3 separate regions of the Mus musculus genome follow, and regions 2 and 3 are each linked to region 1. A link is a contact called in public Hi-C and HiChIP or PLAC-seq data. All regions are on one chromosome and are shown on one strand. Each heading gives the region's core, a stretch centred on a gene start, on an enhancer-like site or on the middle of the called end of the contact. The rest is flanking DNA. Distances are from core to core; before and after follow the strand shown.

Evidence for each region. A called contact is a pair of places that touch in the nucleus more often than the background predicts. HiChIP or PLAC-seq counts read pairs in DNA pulled down with a chosen protein or histone mark.
Region 2: a contact with region 1 is called in a Hi-C map of double positive thymocytes, with 1.4 times the contacts expected there. The contact joins the enhancer-like site here to the promoter of Smoc1 in region 1. A contact is called at or near these places in 2 of 39 promoter capture datasets (liver and macrophages), 1 of 484 Hi-C or Micro-C datasets (double positive thymocytes), 4 of 115 datasets of contacts at active chromatin or transcription factors (the SCID.adh cell line, T-cell acute lymphoblastic leukemia, embryonic stem cells and 1 more) and 1 of 9 other capture datasets (liver).
Region 3: a contact with region 1 is called in an H3K27ac HiChIP or PLAC-seq map of stem cell-derived neural progenitor cells, with 2.2 times the contacts expected there. The contact joins the enhancer-like site here to the promoter of Smoc1 in region 1. A contact is called at or near these places in 5 of 39 promoter capture datasets (the HPC-7 cell line, liver, macrophages and 1 more), 8 of 484 Hi-C or Micro-C datasets (dorsal root ganglion neurons, liver, nephron progenitors and 1 more), 7 of 115 datasets of contacts at active chromatin or transcription factors (the 230-238 cell line, the SCID.adh cell line, T-cell acute lymphoblastic leukemia and 3 more) and 1 of 9 other capture datasets (adipose tissue).

What each region holds. Positions count from the first base shown.
Region 1 is chr12:81,025,509-81,028,296 of GRCm38.p6, forward strand. Smoc1 (SPARC related modular calcium binding 1) reads left to right here and starts at 1,300. Exons shown (of 13, transcript NM_022316.2): 1 at 1,300-1,650. The coding sequence starts at 1,555.
Region 2 is chr12:81,062,078-81,064,777 of GRCm38.p6, forward strand. The region is part of intron 1 of Smoc1 (SPARC related modular calcium binding 1); the gene reads left to right. Among named protein-coding and RNA genes, the nearest start is that of Smoc1, 37 kb to the left of the region's middle. Within about 2 kb of position 1,369, at least 7 of the 459 cell types and tissues checked have an H3K27ac peak or open chromatin away from gene starts, as enhancers often do. A contact at or near this core is called in T-cell acute lymphoblastic leukemia and double positive thymocytes, where this site is marked.
Region 3 is chr12:81,083,725-81,086,453 of GRCm38.p6, forward strand. All of the region lies in intron 1 of Smoc1 (SPARC related modular calcium binding 1), which reads left to right. Among named protein-coding and RNA genes, the nearest start is that of Smoc1, 58 kb to the left of the region's middle. Within about 2 kb of position 1,272, at least 12 of the 459 cell types and tissues checked have an H3K27ac peak or open chromatin away from gene starts, as enhancers often do. A contact at or near this core is called in stem cell-derived neural progenitor cells, where this site is marked.

The sequences.
Region 1 (2,788 bases), core at 50-2,549:
CTTGCTCTTATAATCGAGAAGAGAAGCTGGAAGGGAGCAGAGCTAATCTTTGTCAGGACCTCTCAGGGCAGTCAGGGAGCTGTGAAACCTGGGCTTTATTTCAATCTGGTTAGAGAAATGGATCTTTCTTCACGAAGGGACGGGCCTGGACCGGTGGAAATCAAGCACGAAGAGTTGTGTTCCACTTTTGGAGATAATCACGGGTCTCTTGCGGGGAAGGCAGCAGACACTTTGTTGGGTTGAAGTGAGTGTGTGTGATGCGATGTAGCTGTTACCATTTTCAGGGTGGCCTCTTGGACCACTATGGAAAGAGCTCTAGCACCTGATAGGCCTGCTTAGAGCTGACCTATACAATCCAGGCTTGGGCTCCCAGGAAATTGCTCCTTGGAGGTCTCTAGGATATCTGTGCTCACAGAACACTCCTCCATCTCCTCCATTCATAACTTTCCTCCTCCCAATATGGGACCAGGATTCCTGGGACTGCCCTCTCCTCCCCGGCCTCCGCCCCAGCGTTGTTAGGCCACAGAGAAGCTGCTCCTGTGTTCTTTAAGTTCAGACTGATTAGCCAAGATGCCCGGGTTCTGACCGCAGGTCACATGGACCATAGGGCCATAGGGGTAGTTTACTGGACCCTCGGGGGACCCACCTTAGGCTGCTTCGGTTCGCCTCCGTCAGAATTATCTCAGGCAGCCGCTGTGGAACTTGGGTGTCACCCGTAAGGAGATTTTTTTTTTCTTTTTGAAATAAATGAATACCTCTTCCCGTAGGTCGCAGCTCACTCTGTGGGCCGCACCTGGTGGTTCCCCAGGTTGCCCTTGATTTTGCGGCCTCCGGGAAACATTTCTCAAGGACTTTGGGTCATTTGGAGCTATTTTCCCTGCCTGCTTCATGGAGCTGTTGCGACAACTCAAGCCTAAGAACTAACACACGATAAGTGTGTAAGGCTTCTTTACTATCCAGGTGACCATTCAGGAGGGACTGAGGCTGCTGGAGCGCGCGGAGGTTCCCAGCGAGGACTTGCTGAGAAAAAGTTACTCTTTATCCCAGCCTCTGCTGGAGCCCACTGTGGCCGGGAAGCCAGTGTAGCTCCTGGGGGGGTGGGGGGTGGGGGTGGGGGTGGGGGTGGGGGTGGGGGTGGGGTGGGGTACTGACCACGAACCGCCCCTCTCATCTCTCTCCCATTGGCTTCCACCTGCCGGAGGGTCGGCTGCTACAGGCCTCTCGACCCGTCAGTCAGCCTCTCCGGGCCCCGCCCCTCCCCTCCCGGGGTTTATAACGGGAATTCCCATGGCCCGAGCTCCCGCATCCAACCTGCTGTCGCCGCGGCCACGCCGAGCGCAGCAGGCGCCACGCGCAGAGCACACGCTCGCACTCCAGCTCCGGGCCTCCGCCGTTCATGACCGTGACCCCGGGCGCAGGCTCCTCCAGCCCCTGCCGCTGGCTCTTCGGCCACTCCCAGCTGCTGCAAGGGTCCCCACCTCCCCAAGTGCTTTGAAGCTAGCCTGAGCCCCCCTGCCCGCTGCCCGCTCGTGGCTGCCCGGCTCCGCTGGCACCATGCTGCCCGCGCGCGTCCGTCTGCTCACGCCCCACTTGCTGCTCGTGTTGGTGCAGCTGTCCCCGGCCGGCGGCCACCGCACCACCGGCCCCAGGGTAAGTGCGTCTCCCAGCTGCGCGCGCCCACCTGCGCTTGGCCGCTCATCTACAGGAGGGGGAAGGGAGGTGTCAGACCTTGTCCTCGACTTTACCGTCTAGTCCCTTGCAGGCCTCTTGGAGAAGTTGCTGAAATAAAATTTCATTGCCCCCCTCCTTCCCCGCCTTTTCTTGTAGCACTGACTCCCCACGACCTGTCACCGGTGGGTTTTCTTTCTCGAACTTCTCCTGAGGTTTTTCTCCTGGGCCTCCTAGGTCGGTGGGATCTCGGCCTTGGCTGGAGCAGAGTTTCCCTATGTTGTCGCTGCACCAGTCCCTCGAGCTGGCTTTCTTGGCAGGCAGAGGGTGTGTGTGTGTGTGTGTGTGTGTGTGTAGAAGGGGCGGGGGGGGGCACTCTGCCTAGAGAGTTTTAGGTTACCCGCGAGCCACACAAGGACCTTGTGTTGTTGTTGTTTTAAAAAGCAATCGCTGCTCGTAAAACCCACAGCAGATAATTTTAATGCCCCCCTCCTGCTGGCCTGGCCCTGGAGGAGTGGCAGGGGTAGGGAGCCGTGGAGAAGTTCGGAAGAACTTCTCCCCTGGGTTGGATCGGTTGAACCTTGATCTGATTGGAGTTTCTGAACCACACGAAATGTGCCAATTCTGTGCACAGGACGGGTTGTCCAGGGCATTGTAAAAAAAACGGGAACCAGCAGCACCGTGCTCATTTCTGGTCTAGATTATTGTTCTCCCTGCTCCCTCCTAATGGTCTAATAAAGAATTTCACTGCCTTAAAAATGTATTTGTTAAACCACCTAGAGGTTCCTTTGGCAACACGTAAGGGAGGCAGTCTCTGGGCAAGGATCAGGGTCAGTAAGATCAGAAGCCGGACCTCTGGGTAGCAGCTTGCCCGCTCCCATTCTGCGAGAATCTCTCTGGGAAAATAGCAAGGATTTGACTTCTGAGCAAATGAAGTTGGCTTCTCCACCAAATTGTGCTTTCTTCCCTGGATATCCTCTGGCCCCATTTCCTGGATGGCTAGCCCCATTACCACCTGTTCCCATAGCAGCTTCTTTATTCCTGGCCTTTGCTACCCGGGAATCATCTTTATAGCTGCAGTGTATGGAGGAAAAGCTTTGCAAAACCTGACTTAACTTAA
Region 2 (2,700 bases), core at 119-2,618, 37 kb after region 1:
TCCATCTAAGTCTTCCCCTCACCGTGGGTGACCAGATGCTGCTTCAACCTCTACCCCTTAGGCTTTTGTGATGGGGCTATCTCTTGTGCTCTGCACAGAATCCAGCACAGAATCGTCTGTAGCCCATCCCTACTGCCTGTGCTAGCACTCCCTCCCACCCCTTACTGGACCAATCTGCTTTAATTTCTCCTGTGTTACTTTCTTGTGGCCCTCTAATTTCTCTGCTCCTTTGACAGGCAACTCTCTCAACTGTCTGTCCCAACTCATTTCTCATGATCTCTTGCTTCTGTCTTACCTCAAACCTATCAAACTTTTTTCCTGAAACAGCTTTCTAGTGTCACATGTGACTTCTAAGCTGGTTATGGCCGTAGTCAGCGGTCGGAGCTCAGTGTTCTGGACCTGAGGTGGCATGTGACACAGCCAAGGCCTGCACCTTCTCACTTTCAGACACATCACGTCCTTGGTTCTCCTCTGACCTTCCGGAATATTCCTCGATAGTTTCATTTGCTGATTCCTCCTCTTCTCCTGATTCTTCCTTGTTTCTTGGTTTCTCCTGATTGCTCTCTCCTCTAAATATTGGGATTCCCTCCTGTGTCTTCCACCACTTAAAGTTTTCCATCTATTAATATTGGTGTTCTTCTGAGTCAGTCTCTGGAAGTCTCCACTCCAGTGCCTCTCAATCTTCTTAACACTGTGACTCTTTAATACAGTTCCTCATGTTGTAGTGACCCCAAGCCATAGACCTTTTTCATTGCTACTTCATAACTATAATTCTGCTACTGCTATGAATCTTAATGTAACTAACTGATATGCAGATAGTCTTAGGTGACCCCTGTGAAAAGGGGGTGCTTCCCACAGTTGAGAACCATGGCTCTACATCTTTATTGTCTTTGTGTTTTGAATAATTTTGAATACAAAATTGTCTCAATTTATGTCTCTAATCAGAATGTACTCATACAAACATATTTAACTTCTCACTCAGCATCTCTGTGTGAATTTTTAATAGCACCTAAAGCAAGGAAAAAAACAAAAACAAAACCAAACAACCCTCCACATCTTTTTCACTGACTGCAGCAGACTTATTTTGTCTCCCCCAACTCCTAAGAGATAGTTTCATGTTTCCAATTGTGATAAAGCCTTCGGAGCTATAGAGGAGAGAGAACTTTTTCTCTATCCTTTATGGGTACAGATTAAGCTGACAGCAGGCAGGTTGATGGGAGGAAAAAAAGTATGAATTAATTACGCCCCTGAGATATACTAGGTTAAATAAATGAGGGAAGACATAGACACTTCTTTATCCTCACTGCAGCTTGTAGGCAACTTCCGGTAAAAGGCGAATGGGCCCGCAGAGCACAGGTGACAGTTGGTCGGGAACAGCTGGAGTGATGCTTACCTCTGCCTGCCTTTCTGGTTTGTTTCATCTTCCCCATTATGGCAGAGTTCATGACAATTACACTCCATTTAAAGGTTCTGTTTCCAGACAGATAAGAGAAGTCCAGAGGAAGCCCCTCCCTGGACTGACTGTTCCCCAACCGCTCTCAGTTTGAAATTTCAGGTGATATACTCTGGGGTTACCTTTCCTTAAGTCCTTCATGTCTGAAGCTCCCTGGAAGTTCTGCACCTTAGACATTCAGATGCATCTGTGGAGAGAAACCAGGTCAGAAGCCAAGAGGCTTGGGGGTGGGTCACCCCCGCTGTGCAGCTGTGTTGGCTTCAGGAAATGGGGCTGCAGGTGGGTTTCCATCCAGAGTACAATTCTCTATGGTGCAAGCAAACACTGTTTACATAGAAGCATTTCTATGGAAACAAAAGTTAATGTTTGGAGCAACCTGTACTTTCTCAGTTGGTAGGGCAGCCAGCTGAGAGATTTCTAGATGCTAAGCTCCAAGCATCTTCAATTGGAACAAGGGAAGGCGAGGCAGTAGGAAAAAAAATTCCTGGTGAACTTTCTGAGCACTCTGTATATCAGCAGACATGACGCTTATCCACACATAATTTGGGCTGATTTTCTGCAGCCCATATCGAGCTATCCAGCTTCAGCTTCCATTGGTCCAGGCAAGGGTAGCTTTATTTTCAGTAATTTCAAGTCAGAGGGAAGGGAAAAAGTGGATTGTGTGGGAACTAGAAGACTTAAAGATCTTATTCTGTTTAAGGGTAAAGTAAACCTCTCCAAATAAGGAGTTAGTATTTTTATTTTTACATGTGACTCATGAGAAAGAGAGAGAGAGAGAGAGAGAGAGACAGAGAGAGAGACAGAGAGACAGAGAGAGAAGGAGAATGAGAGATAGAGAGAGAAGGAGAAAGAGAGGGAGAGGGAGAGGGAGAGAGAGAGACAGAGAGAGAGAGAGAGAGAGAGAAAGAGAGAGAGAGAATTTAACAAGGGTGAATTATATTTTTCCCTAATGGTTTTTCTCTCTATCATCACTCTCATTTATTTATTTATTTATTTATTTATTACCACAGATAATCACAGTAGACTGGTCTTTGAAAAATAACTTTATTCTCATTAAACTTGGCTTGACTATTTCTAATACATAAGTGCTATGATACTGATAATTGGCTGCAAGGACCCTTTTTGCTGCAACTTAAAACAATACTTGTGTGTATGTGTTTGCGTATTGTATGTATATGTGCTTGTGTGCTATTTCTCTGTATGTAAATAATTCGAAGCTGCATGGAAGCTGGAGGGCGACCTCAGGT
Region 3 (2,729 bases), core at 22-2,521, 58 kb after region 1:
CCTCCCTCCCTCCCTCTCTCCCTCCTTCCCTCTCTCCCTTTCCCATCTATCTTCCTTTCTGTTCATGACAACTGTTCATCAACATGAACTTCTGCCCCTTAGCCACAAGCACAGGCCACGTTTGTGCTTCAGGGTGTGACCCGAGACCCACTTCTGCCTGTAGGCTCCTTAATCTCTTCACAACCCCATCTTTTTGTGCTTCCAGCCCTCAGCCCAGTGATTTTGGGCCGTTAAGCAATGAAGTACATAGTGTATGGCTCTTCAGTTAAGTCGTGAAGTAAGTAGTGTATGGCACTTGAAGGTTGATCTCTACTCCCTAAGCTCAGCACCGACTTCTGAATGGAGGGGTGGGTCACCTTCTCTGACAGCCTAAGGCAAGACCTGGGTCAGGCATCTAATGTATACCCAAGAAATAATTGGTGAATTAACCAACAGGAAATTAGCTTAAATTATAGCGTGAGGCATTTAGATTAAACTTAGGGAAGGATTTGTAGAGAGCAACCAGCTGTTGAGGGAGGTAGTAGCAATGTTAACTAACTAGGTCTTGTCTTGTTCATAATTTTTTTTCCTTGAGCAGCTCTATCGGGGACATGACATCAGCAATAGAAGCTTGTATACAAAAAGGGATGGGGAAGAGCAAGACATGGAACAGGTTTAATGTCCAGTTTGAAGATTCCAACATTCTGATGGTGCTTTCTTCCTACTTTTCATTCTTATTATTGATCATGGGTATGTGTGTGAGAGGTAGGGGGTCTGGGGTGGGGAGGGAACAGCGAAGCTGAACCACATAGGAACAGTAGCCTCAACAAGGCCAATGCTTTTGAACCCTGAGCTTCTTCTCCAGGTCCCAACCCAGAGTGGGTTGCCCTGTCGCCTGCATCCCCTGGGATACTTGAGCTCAGGCTGGGTGCCTTGTGCTGCTCAGTTTTCAGGAAAGGACACTTCCCATTACCAGGTTGTCTGCCTGCGGGCTAGGGACTTTTGGTGGGTCTAGAAGTGCAGATGTGGAGCCTGGGCCAGCTTCTGCCCTGTGTAGCCTCCTGTGGAATACCCTGGAGAGAGGCTGGGGTGCTGTTGCTCAGTGCCTTGGGTATGGTTCCACATAAAGGAACCCTGGGTACCTCTGAGATACAGATGGTGGCTTCCACAGAGGTGTTATTTCTGGCAACCCTGTGCTCCCTTCTGCCCCTCTGGGGTTGGAAGAGAAAGGATCTGGGTAGTGGGGAAAGAAGTGCCTCTTTGGGCTTCACAGAGAGCATTGTTTACAGTCATAGCTTTCTCCTTTTCTCAATGGCTGGATTAGATCATTCAGACTTTTGTTTTCCACTGCAGTAACCCTGGCACCATTCAGTTAAAGGTTGCTTTGTGGTTCCAGGAACTTCAACATGTGATAGAAAATGGGGAGAACTGTCATGGTAGGGGTAGTCCTCCCCTGCACACCCATCCCAGAGCTGTGATGGGCTGGGGTGACAGTTGCAGGGCAAAGATACCCTGTCAGACTGGAAGGGTTGGAGGTGCCAGTGGTACCTGATCTGTTTTGTCATCTGTCATCCCATGAGACCATCTGAGCAAATCTGAAATAAGATGTCAGTGACTACTGTGGGAAGACTAAAGAGATGGCTCAGTGGGTGAAGTGCTTGTAATGACATGCAGTTTGGGTCCTCAGCACCCAAATAAATACTGGGCAGCTGTGGCAGCCTGCCCATAATCCGGCACTCAGAAGCAGGGCCAGGGAATTCTCAGAGCAAGCAAGCTTGCCAGCTAGACAGGCTGAAGTGACAAGCTCTGGGTTGAAGCAAGAGACTGCCTCAGTATGTAATGTGGAGAGGAATACAGGAAAATATCCAGCAACCTTTAGCTGCCTCCCCACTCAAATGCACTCCATGCACCTTTGCAAAAGACTAGAGAAAACCTGAGCAGTGGTATTCAGACTTCTTGCAGATATCCAATCTTTCCTGTCAGACGCTGGGGAATCTGTGATGATAAGCATGTGTTGGGTGGTGTATGCATTAGGGTGTGTAAAGGAAGGCTTAATATTGAAAATATATATATAGAATAACGCAAGGAAAAAATATACTTTTTTTTTCCATATAGGGAGGGTATCATGTCTTATACTGCCCAGGTTGGTTTCCAACTTGTATAGTCCTGGCTCAGCCCCTAGAATACTCAGATTATAAGCACGAACCACTATATCTAGCTGCAAAATATGTCTTTAAGACAAAGGCTTTTGTTTTTTTCCACACTAGAGCCAGAACCGAGGGCAACACATTGGTGAATGCTCTACCACCGACTTACACACTCAGTCCACAATGAAGTCTTTTCATCTTACTTTAATCCAGAGATCCTTATGGGATCTAAAAATAAAAGAGAAATATTAGGCTGGTAATATTACTTATTGTAAGATTTAGGATAGCAATTAATTGCAGGACAGAAATAACATTGCATTCTACTTAAAAGTCATCACCACCATGCCTGCAAAGCAGAAGCCATTTCCACTATAGTTGCTATTATTTTTTAATTTGAAACTTTTTGGAACTTAAAATGGTTTTCACTTCTTTCTGTTGTGGGCTTAAAAATCGCTGTAATACAAAATTAGAAAGAAACGTATTCACACAAATATGAGCCACAGAGAAAACTGACCATGTCTCAAAAATATGAAGAGTTAGCTTTGTTTGCAGACGTCCCTCCAGAATCTTTACTAGCTTCAGAGAGAGTGTGTTGACTATGCA